2 separate regions of the Anas platyrhynchos genome follow, and region 1 is linked to region 2. A link is a contact called in public Hi-C data. All regions are on one chromosome and are shown on one strand. Each heading gives the region's core, a stretch centred on a gene start, on an enhancer-like site or on the middle of the called end of the contact. The rest is flanking DNA. Distances are from core to core; before and after follow the strand shown.

Region 1 (5,678 bases), core at 1,341-3,840, 42 kb after region 2:
CATTAGAAACAGATAGCAGTCTGTCTTTTCACTCATAGTTTCCAGGGCTGCTGCTCCCTGTCAAGTTCAAGAAACTCTCTCTGCTTTTGGCTCCTTTCCCCCTCCTCCTCCACCTCCTATCCTACCACAGACCCTGTAAAACAAGGCCCCATCCTCTGTGTTTGCAAACAAGTATTTTCTCAGCCTGTGTGCTTTAGCTTTTGATGAGGCCTAGCCCAGTCACAGGACAGCTTGGAAAAATACTGCTTTCCATCTCTCTAGTTTTTTAAGAAGAGCTTAATTTGTAATTGGCACTGGGCCTGAAAAATGATTGCCTGACACAGCCACTGTTTTGGGACTGTCTACAGGACAAAGGCCCTTTTGAAACCATTAATGCTCTCCAACTTGACAACATTCGTTGGTTGCTTGCTGCCTGGCCAGGCTCTGTCAGCAAGTGTTGTGCTCAGGCCATAGCACAAGATTTAAGCAGACAACACGCACCCCGCACAAGGACAAAATGTCATATTTGTGAACTAGACTTTGACTTGAGTTTTTATCTCTTAGAAGACAGAGCTGGGTGGATTGCACAGCTACTGGCTGGGTTGGGCTGGAGATGATGCTTGTCCACTCACTCCCTGGCGAGCCTGGAGGACAAAGAGAATTCCTGCCACTACATCCTTTGCTGCTCTTTGGTTGGGCCCATTTTCCCTCAAACCAGGTAGCAGTTCTGAGAAGAGAGAGTTGGAAGATTGCCAAGATGTGCCACCCTCCCGCCCCTTTCCTTCCCCTCTGTATTTTAATTCTGAGGAAGTTTCTAGAAACCTCAGTAACAATCACCTTCACTTCTGATTCTTCTCCTATTCACCAGAAAAGGTGCAAGACATCCACAAAGCTTTTGCCTGCTGTTTGCTTTTATAGCTCTGGGGTGGAAGGTCTCCTAAGGGGCTGCTAAGGGGCTGAATCAAGGAGAACATGGGGTCGTGACTCTATCTAGTGATACCATCAGCACTAACATCCACTACACCAGCCATATCATGTATTTTTCAAAGAACTCCCTGTAAATTTACACCACGAGTTACAAGACCAGCTCAGTGTCAGTCAACTCTACTTGAAACATGACAGTAAAATGCTTGATAATTTTATTAATACTGCTAGCGTCTACTGGCATACATAGAAATCTTGTAAGCAACAAATTCAAGAAGGTACTAGCAATAAGGAGGAGCTATCTGAGGGCTGGTGAGCTCTTTTGCATTTCTTCCCAAACACTCTTTAACAAAGCTGATCTTCACAGCTTACTGTGGGTGCAAGTAGATCACCTTCTTTCTCCTTGGGAGCTGCTTCATTAGACTGTGATCATAACATCTACTGCAGGTAACATTTCTGACTGTGTAGTCTTTGGGACTGAATAAGGACAGCTAGTCAAGAAATTTTCATCAAAATACACCAATCTAAAATATACCTTTGTGGGATTTTTTTCTCCCTACCACCTGTCACTAACACAAAGGCAGATTTTGCTTGCCAGGGTGGAAATTGAGATTTTGCCCTCTGGGTTCCTGAGGAGCTACAAGACACAAAGGCATCAGCTACGGCTAGAGCAGTGGAAAATTGGCTGCTAACATCAGTGCATACTGTCTCTCCACTGAGGAAAACTTCTGGAAAAGGAGGGAAAAGGATGCTATCTTGTTTCTGAAAAAAAATCAAGCTCTGCATCACCAGAACATTTTTACCTTCCCAAATTAAGTATTTTCAGAATTTCTTTTCTACAAGAAAACCAAAAATTCTCCTCTGGATAATCTGCATGTACTGTCATTTTCTGTAGGATAAAAATTCTGAGTTTCAGCCAAGTCTACTATCTAGTCTGCTTCATCTTAAAGTTTATGAGATTCTGTAATTCTTTCCTCTCTTTCTTAACTGGTATCTTGAAAACCTGTACCTTGCACAGACTCACCCTTGAAATCTACCAGATACGTGAACGTGTCTTGTATCAGGAGTCTGAATATTTGAGTACAACCAGTTTCATTTTGTTTCTATACTAATCAAGAAACCAATAGGATATTAAAAGTAATAAGATTATGCAAATAAAGTTACTTAGTAATACAGTAATGGATATTATGCCAATCATCTTTATTCTAAAAGTTCTATTTTCTAGTTTTAGAAAATAGAGGAGAAAGTGAAGTGAACTTTTTCTAGGAGAAAGTGAAATTGTATTTATGTTACCCTAATTTTCTTCTAGGGATTCTTCAACATTTCTCATGATTTCTGGAATTACATTGACAGGTAGATAAACTAATGGCACCTACGCTCCTGTCAGTTGGAACAACAGCTTTTGAATGTGGTCCTGTCTCCTGGGACAAAAACAACAACAACAAAAAAACACAAACAACACACCACAAACAAATCCAAACAATCCCCATTTTAGCAAAGGAAAACAGACTATTTTGAGTGTTAAATATTATTATTATTATTTGATGGGGCAGGTGTGTGGGGAACTTAAAGCCATTAATTTTCACCCTTCTCTGTCAGAGCTGAAAAGCTCCATCTTTTCTGGTTGTCATCACCGAGAAGCACCCAACGCTGCTAATTCATTAACCTTCCTTGGGGCCCGTTTGCGTTCAGCTTGTGCGGAGCTGCCCTCTGCTGCTTGTTTTCTGAATTACACACTTTAAACAGTAGCTCTTGGAAAAGGAGAAATGTGTAAGAAAAACGAACAAAATCAGCTGTGTGATCCTGCTCCTGCCCCTCTTAAGCAACCCAGAAAAGTCACTGAACTGTTCAGAAAATTGAATTAAATTGCTTGGCTTGGGTTTTGGCAGTCCTTGTCCAATGCAACTGTACCATGCTGTTCAGAAAAATGTTCCCTTGCAGTGTTTTGAACGCTATTCTGTGGCGAGGAGGTACGTGCTGTTCTACTCCAGCCTCGCAGAAATAATTCATGATTCCCTCGAGGCACACGTCAAGCAGTTTGGGAGGTTTCATAGTTTTGGCTCAGCACTTTGAGGTTGGTTGAACTTGTTCTGTGTTAACTTAACCCTATTTATCTTAATGAAGTTACTTTTTGTTATTAGTGTAGAATGGGGACTATTGCATTGAATTTGTTTCCAAGCATCATGATGTGCTGGAATGCAGTGAAACACAGAGTCCTTCCTGATGGTATTCTCCCTTTGTGTCCTCACCAGAACCAGAACTCACCTTCAAATGATATTTCAAGACTCCCTTTTTTCTGCTTCCCTGGTATTTTTTTGTTGTTGTTGTTTCTTTTTAGCCACTTTTCATCCAGTTTTCTTCCCTCTTTTCCCTCATATCTGGCAGTGGGCCCCCTCTATTCTTGGTGAGAGTTTGGACCTCTTTATGTTTGCAGATTTTAAAACTAGAGGTCAAAATGATGGTCTGGTCTGGACCATAAAAATTCCTTTAAATAGTTGTTTGAATTACTGGATGTCTTTCATAAATATATATATATATATATATATATCTACTTCAGCACCCTTTTGCTGTGCTTTACCTTTGCTAGCTATATGAAGAAGCCTTCTTTCGGCAATCTCATTTCCCTTGTGTTGGCACTTATCTAAATTGTGATCATTCTTTAGCTTCTTAACTTCATTCACTAACACACCTCCCCCTGCATTTCTCAGTATCCTCAGAGAATGATTTTTTGACCTTAGCACTTCAAATATCCCTCAGAACTCCTCTCTCTTGAGCTTTTAATATCTTTAGAAGTGCCATGTATGACTGCCAAGTCAATTTTTCTCTTCAGCATTGGTGATTTTTTCTAATCCGTGACTTTGCTGTGTGGAAGACATGTTCACTAGAATTGCTAATAAATGGTCAGGTTGTATTTTTTGTCCAGATTCTCTTTGCTCATGTTGGCCAGAGCTAGTGAGTCATGATTTCTTTCCTATGGCACTCACAATCATGGTGAGTACAAATGAGAGATCTTTTCCTCCATACTCCTGGGAGGTAATATTTTTCTTCCTAACTTACCCAGATAAAAGGATGTTTGAGTCTTTATAATCCCTTATCCATGTGAAACCCTTTCTGGCTTTCACCCCATTTATCTCGCTTATACTTCTTATTCACTTAACATACGACCACTTACTGTTTATTGAGATGAAAGTATAAAAGGAGACAACCAGTAGATCTTTACATGCCCAGGTAGTATATTTAAAATATTTTAAGGTAAGTGAACTGAAATCAAAGTGTTTTCATGACACAATGAGGTAGAATGGGGCACCCCAAAGCTCTTTGGATATTACAATTCCTGTTGGAAATTCAGAAGAATATATAGCACAGACGACAAAATTCTGAGGTTAGGTTAAAGCATACTTTTTAAAAAACTACTAAGGTCAGCAATCAGTCAAAAATAATTTCTACGCCTTGTTTTGTCTTAATAAAAAGAGGAAACCTTCAGAAATTGGAAAAAAGATGTAACAATTTGACAGTGCTTTTGTCTTTTAGCTGTTAAAATACCTGTTCATGTGACCATGTCCGTTCTGAGCCATCCTTCACACAAATGTCTAGCCTCAGCTCAGTCCCCGTGGCTCCATGTTTACTGTCCACACAGAGATTGGCTGCCACGTTTCGAATCTGCAAAACCAAGCAGTGACATCTTACATTAAACCAGGTTGCAGAACAGAGCTTCCAACATTAAGGAGCTAGGAATTTAGCTACCTTAGAAGCTGAGGGACTTGAGACTCAGTTATATATATGTGGTGGGTCTTACTTTTTACAGGATAGAGCACCAGCTCCTGGAATGACCTATTCTTTATTTGAACAGCTTTGGAAGCAGCAAAGTTTGAAATACGCTGCTTAACAAACGAAAGGTAGATCTGTATGAAATAGTCTCATGCAAAGAAAATAAGAGAGAGAAGTGTGGAAAGTTCAAAGTTGAGTCCATTTTCTTTTTTTTTTTTTTTTCTTTTTTTCTTTTTCCCTCTTACTGGAGCAAGTGAGATCAACTGCATTAAGAGGAAATGATTTCTGAATGACTCTCTCACAGACTTCGGAGCAATATTTCTTGAAGACTCAGGCACACCCTTTCCCAATGCGTATTCTTATTTTTACACAATAATACCATTGTAGATAAGGTTTGAACTAGTGTTCAAAGTGCATAAAATTAGAAAGTACTTAACTTACTATGCTTACCCAGAGGTTCTTTGTGCTGTCTTGCCTGTATGCTTCTGCAAACAATCTGTAGTGGAACTTATTCTTAAAAGGAAAAATCTCATTTTTGAGACTGAAACAATTGAGTAATAATTAACCTGTGACTATTAGTCATATCATTATGTACGCCTGCTATTATGGAGATATTTTTGGAGGACTATTCAAAAGGAACAGGCTGCCCACTGCCACTAAAAAGAGGAAAATGCTATATTTATTTTGCAAATACATGTATATTTGTCCTTGAATACCTCAGCTAAGCTGTTTAAAAATCCTTCAGAAACTTCCACAGTGAAGAGGACTTCTTAAACAACTTTCTCCTTCAATGAGATACAGAGAAACAGAGTAACCAAAACCTACACACATACATGGAACTACACACAGATTTGGTATATATAATACATAGAAAGCAGGTGCACATTTGACATTCTTGCAACAAATTTGGTCCACATTAAAAAAAAAAAGAAAAGATAGATGCTGAAGGAGATTCTGCTGAGGTGGCTTCTGTAACTTTCCATGGAAAATTTTTAGAAGTCATCACT
Region 2 (5,622 bases), core at 108-2,607:
CTGAGTCAGTGTAGCACTCATAGAAATCCCCATTGTGCTGGGAGTGCAATACCTCAGCAGGGGCTCCTGGGGCAGCCACCTAAGGGCGGGCACTGCAAGGCCATGCTGCTCATCCTGCTCGCCCCAAGGATGCCCACTGGCAGGTCTGTTTCTCCTTCCTACGCAGGATGAGTAATTCAACCGCTTTTGATGTGAAATGTTTATTTCTTGACATTTTCCCGGGAGATATGGAAGCAACAGTTATGAAGAATTCTCCGTACACAGAGAAGCCCGCGTTGTGCCGAGAAGAGCAGATTACGGGAACTCCAACACTTAATAAACTGTGTATCTCAAGAAAAAACCCACCACGGCCTATTATCTCAGCAGTAACTGCCAAGATACAGCAGACTGAGAGAGCTTCAGAAGACAGAGCGTCTGCCGAAGGAGCCCAAAGTCATTTTCGGTGTTGAAAAGCGAGAATGATGCCAGCTCGCTCGCCTCGCCGATGAGTCAAAACAGCCCACCGGAGAGGACCGAGCGTACGAGCAGGGCGCAAGACCTCTCCCCCCATCGCTAGGCGATGCTGTGACTTTTCCAAGCCCTGCCGACGATCCCGCTTCGCGCAGAGCTCCCCGGGGCCCGGCGCACCCCGGGGCTCCCAGACACCGGGGCTCGGGGGCAGCCCCCTCCCGGGGCACCGCCGTCCAGGGAAGGGGCCGCGGCCCCGGAGACCCGGGCTAGCTCCGGCCGCCCCCGGCGACACGGGGCGGAGCGGGGACCCTCCGGGCGGTGGCGCGGGGCCCATCCGGAGCGCGGCGCCCCCCGGGCCCCCTCCGAGCCCCCCTTCCCGGCGGCGTTGGGCCGCGGCGCAGCGCCTCCCGTGCGGATGCGGGGCCGGCCGGGGCTGTCCCCGCCGCTCCCCGTGTCGGGCCTGCAGGCCGCGGCCCCGGCGGCCGCCCCCCGTTATCCCCGGGCTGGCCCCGCGGCATCCCGCCCGCCGCCCCCATCCCGCCCGGCGCCGCCGCCGCCGCGCACTCACCCGTCCCGGGGGAGCCGGTTCCTCGGCGCGGGGCGACAGCGAGGACCAGAGCAGCAGCAGCCCCAAGAAGCTGCCCGCCAGCAGCACGGCGCGCAGCAGGAAGCCCAGCTTCAGCCGCATCCTCCCGCCCGCCCGCCCTCTGCCTCCCGCCGCCGCGCTCCGCCGGCCTTCCGCCCCCCGCCCGGCTCGGCACGGCTCGGCTCGGCACGGCCCCGCCGCCTCCCCGCTCCTCGCCCGCCGCTGCACGTACAAACTTTTTTTTCCTCCCCCCTTCTTTTTCTTTTTTTTTTTTTCTTTTTTTTTTTTTTTTTAAATCTTTTTTTTCCCTCCTCCTCGCTTTCCTTTTCCCCTCCTCCCCGTTAGCTGCCTGCCTCCCTCCTTCCCTCCCTCCTCGCCGGGGCGAGGCGAGCAGGAAGGGGCGGCGGCGGCAGCGGGCGCCGCGGTTCCACGTGGCCGCCCCGCACCGAGCCCCGCACCGGCACCGAGCCCCCAGCCTGGGGGGAGGCCCCCGCTGCACCTGCCGCAGCCCCGGGCTCCACCGCGCCCCCGCTTCCCCCCCGCAAAACGAAAGGGGAAGGGACCCCAGAGCTCTCCGACCGCTGTATGTGTATACGGGGGGGTTATTTTTCGATTTATCCCCCCCCGCTTCTCTTTTTTCGTGGTATGCAATGGGGCACTGGCTGGTGAATATCCAAGCACAGTGTGAGCACAGTGATGGACGTACAGCTGGGCAAGCACAGGCCCCATTAATTACTGCAGGCAGCCGGGGCAGAACGGCGCTGGTGCACGTTCAGGACAAGCCTGTAAAGTCAACACATTTTTCTTCGGGGTAGCAGATTGTGGAAGAGATTGCAGAGATCTTATCAGCCCCTAGCTTTGCATGTATTTCATTACTAATTTTCAGCATTAAAAGTTAGGCATCCTGTTTCCGCCTTTGAAGGGCTGTCACACACCTGCACGCACACAAAAACCTGATTATTTGAGTCCTCCACAAAGCACAGTGATGTAAGGACAATACTCCCCATGTAACACTTTTGCCTTTTCTACACGCTCAGTAATATCCGCTTATTTTGACATATTTCATCCTTTTTTTTTCCCTGTGTGCACTGTGAGGATATCAGATCCAGCAATCCTGAACATTAACTTTCAATGATAAGCGCTGTAGAAAGAAAACAGGATATTACACCTTGAACAGGATCACTTTGGAGGAAAAAAAAAGAAACAGAGTGACCTTTGTAGCTGACACACCTAGACACAGAAGTCTTTGTTTATTCGTATAACCCATGCAAGTGCTGTATAGCACCCCATGATCCTTCCCCACACTAAAGGGTACAAGGCACGGGAAAGCAGCACTTACAGCATGGGCAACAGCTCTAACCCTTACAGGTGTTTGCATGGCCCTCTGACTTCCAGAGGGCTGGAGGAGAGGTCCCCAGGGGTGTTTTCCCGAGCTCCCTCCCCATTTGCAATGGCAGTGATCACACTGACATCTCCACATGAAGGCTCCAGTGCCTGTTTTTAGGATGACAACAGCACCTGCACGAGGCTGGGGGGGGTGGAAGCCCCCAACTTCAGGAGACCTTAACTGCAGCAAGAGGTGGCATTGCCTGCCTCCCTTGGCTTAGCCTCCATTTTGGGGATCCCTTTCTGTTCTGCTGTGCTGGTGCACACACAAGAAGAAGAAACAAATCGCTCTAAGTGCTGCACAGAGGGTGGCATAGAGCTGGCTGCGGCCCTGGGAAGCCGCTCTGCTGCTGCTTGTCAAAGCTGAGTGACAGGGACAGGGCTGCCTGCATGCCGGTCAATACTACACGATTTCACATTTGTAAGGTTGCCCACCTATTATATATATATATATTTTTTTTTTTTAATGGAGGCTTACATCCTGCCGATACCCATGAATGAAGGGCACATCCGAGACCACGCAGAGCTCCCCGCTGGAGGGTGACCCCGCGTGCGGCAGAGCCTGGCACCCGGCCATAAATCAATTCCCCTTCAGCTGCCCTAGGGCAGCGGCTTCCTCAGCCGGCAGCTCTTCCCCACGGAGGAGGAGCAGCCGATGCCCGCTGGGAGGCAGTGCGGGCCCGGGGACGGGACCCTGGTGCCAGCCCCTGGGCCGGCTCGGCCCCGGCAGGGCTCCCCGAGGGGGCTCCCCCTTCCCTTTGCTGTCCCCTTGCTCCAGGAGCGCCGGTAGCCCAGCCCGACTCCAGACGTCCCAGGCTAATGCTGACCTTGTCAGTTATCTTCTGGCACCACCCCACCGAAGGCATTTGTCTTCATTAGGGACGAGTTGAAGTCTCAGGTTCTGCACTCTTCATTCCTCCCGTGGAGTAAAGTCCCCCAAAATATATGCAGAACATATTTTTGCTCTTGCCAAACTCATACGGCTGAGATAGAGAATTCAAATTAAAGTTGCCTTTGGATTGTCTCCAGTAACATTCAGAAACACTTTAAAAAGTCTTTTATGACCTGGAAGGAGAGAGAGGAAAAGAGAGAGAAAGAAGGTTAAACATGAAACTTCGCCTCTCTTATTTGCAAAGGACTGTACACACCACAGTGCTTTAAGCATCTAGCTTAAACTAAAACAAGAAACAATCCTGACTGTTATTAGGGGCTTAATCAACTTCTGTCAGCCTGATACTCTGTCATTCAAATGTTTCCAGCAGACAGGCACTGTCATAATGTTTGGATCTATATGTGGACGTGTCTACTGTTTGCTGAGCCAAAATCATATGTTCATTTCTGCACATGCCTCCAAATAAATACCCGGCAGTATTTAAGTCGGTGCACACCCTTGCTGCTCCCAAACCAGGACCTTCGATGACCTGGGGGTGAAGGATCTGATTACCAATCCCCTAAGCCATTCAGCTGCCTTATTGCTGGGGATTTGGGGGATGGTGTCTGCAGCAGGGTCACGGGCAAATGTCAAAACCTCACGCAGTCGCCTGCGCTGGGGAAGTGTCAGTATTTGGATATGCCTGTTAAGCGTTGTCCTGAATATTCAGCCACAATAAAGGCCTCTCTTGAACATTAATGCAGACTTTCAAAGGAAATGCCTATAAACTTTAGTACCTATCAAAATGAAAATCATCTAGTGCAAAGCTCCAAAATACAACAAGCTGCTGTAAAGGCTTCAACACCCCCCCATTTTGCTCATCTGCAGATTTTCTTCAAACACAGTCCTCCTTTGTCAAGCCTGCAGCTCCGAGACCAACTTCCCTTTCTGCTGAGTGCAGCAAGTGTAGATCACAAGGCTTTTTCACGAGTCTGTTAACAGTGCTTTGAAATTTGCAATGGATTGTAGACCTCAAGCAATTTCATTTTCCTTAGAAGTTTCCAGAATTAACTACCAACACTTCATTTAGTGCGGTATTTCACGATAGGATATACTCCAGGCTTAATGTAACAGCAAACTTGGTCATGCTTTGATTAGAGAAGAAATTGCTGGAAAACGCCAGCAGATAGGCAGTGGCTTGCTTTCCTAAGCTGAATGCCCTGAACACGAGAGGGCTGGTTTCTTTTTAACATGGCTTTTAAAGGGTATTGGCATGTTTACATTATGAATTATGTATTACAAAGCACTCATCAGTATTATGATCTATACCTTAGTGCACATTTCATCACAGGATCCCAAACTTCTCTTCAATTCATTAATGCAAAAACCTTGTACATGGACAGGATCTGTAGTAGTCTTGTGGGAGGTAAAAGAGTAGATGGAAAGAAAAGTTGCCAGGCAGGAGAAGCACAGTACCCCGGAAAAGATCTGGGAAGGATTGGTGATGGGCCCTATGCACCAGTCAGTTGTCTGTCCTTTCATCTGCTGTTCTGTCCTGTTTTGGACAGAGACAAAAGCAACAGTGCGTGTTTGCATGGCTGCATATGATGACACATGAGGAGCAAGCAGTCTGTCAGCTGGAACAATAGTCCTTGAACATGTTTCCTCTGTCTCCTGCCTCTGGTCCAGTGAGAACTCTAGCTGCATTTAATCCCTTTTCCCGTCCCTTTCCAGCTTCCCTACTACAAACCTGACCGTGGAGAGTTACTTGCATGTAAACAGTCGTCCGTGAACAAAGCTGCTGAGGTTTGACGCATTGCTACTTTGTGTCTAAGGCAAGCTGGCCATTGGCACTTAAAGAAATGTTGTGCAGAGCCCTAGCATGGAGCCGTTGGTGTCAGCCCTACACCAAGCTCTGTTAGAGGCTTCCCACCCTGCTGACACCATCCTCAGCACAGGGACACTCGTGCAGACTCCACGTTAATGAGGCGTTCACCAGCTAGGACAATTCAGAAGGACAGAATTTGGCATACACTCCAGTTAAAGCTACATCTTAAATATTTTCAGCATATGTATATTTGATTTCGGAGTTGATAAAAAATGGAATTACAGGTTTTAAAATTCTTCTTAATTTCTGCAATTGTTTAAAATGTACTTTAATAAAACAAGTGGCTCTCAGTAATACTTAATACATGCTTTTGCATATTAGACTGAGGTACACTTCATCCTCATTGTTTGGTGTTCATGATCTCTAATCTTTAGTTCAGTTTTTCCTATAATTCTCCTTTATCCCCTCCCCTTTTTTTTTTTTTCCTTAAGCTGGAGCTTT

What was found. Hi-C and Micro-C count contacts between places; a contact is called where the count stands out from the background.
Region 1: a contact with region 2 is called in a Hi-C map of subcutaneous adipose tissue, with 2.7 times the contacts expected there. The contact joins the enhancer-like site here to the promoter of GALNT7 in region 2. A contact is called at or near these places in 2 of 8 Hi-C or Micro-C datasets (skeletal muscle and subcutaneous adipose tissue).

Annotation. Positions count from the first base shown.
Region 1 is chr4:28,255,316-28,260,993 of IASCAAS_PekinDuck_T2T, forward strand. GALNTL6 (polypeptide N-acetylgalactosaminyltransferase like 6) reads right to left here. Exons shown (of 15, transcript XR_011809020.1): 10 at 4,447-4,563. Among named protein-coding and RNA genes, the nearest start is that of GALNT7, 42 kb to the left of the region's middle. Within about 2 kb of position 2,591, at least 1 of the 8 cell types and tissues checked has an H3K27ac peak or open chromatin away from gene starts, as enhancers often do. A contact at or near this core is called in subcutaneous adipose tissue, where this site is marked.
Region 2 is chr4:28,214,729-28,220,350 of IASCAAS_PekinDuck_T2T, forward strand. It overlaps GALNT7 (polypeptide N-acetylgalactosaminyltransferase 7), which reads right to left and starts at 1,358. Exons shown (of 12, transcript XM_038178954.2): 1 at 1,019-1,358. The coding sequence starts at 1,138. GALNTL6 (polypeptide N-acetylgalactosaminyltransferase like 6) reads right to left here. Exons shown (of 15, transcript XR_011809020.1): 15 at 1,856-3,487.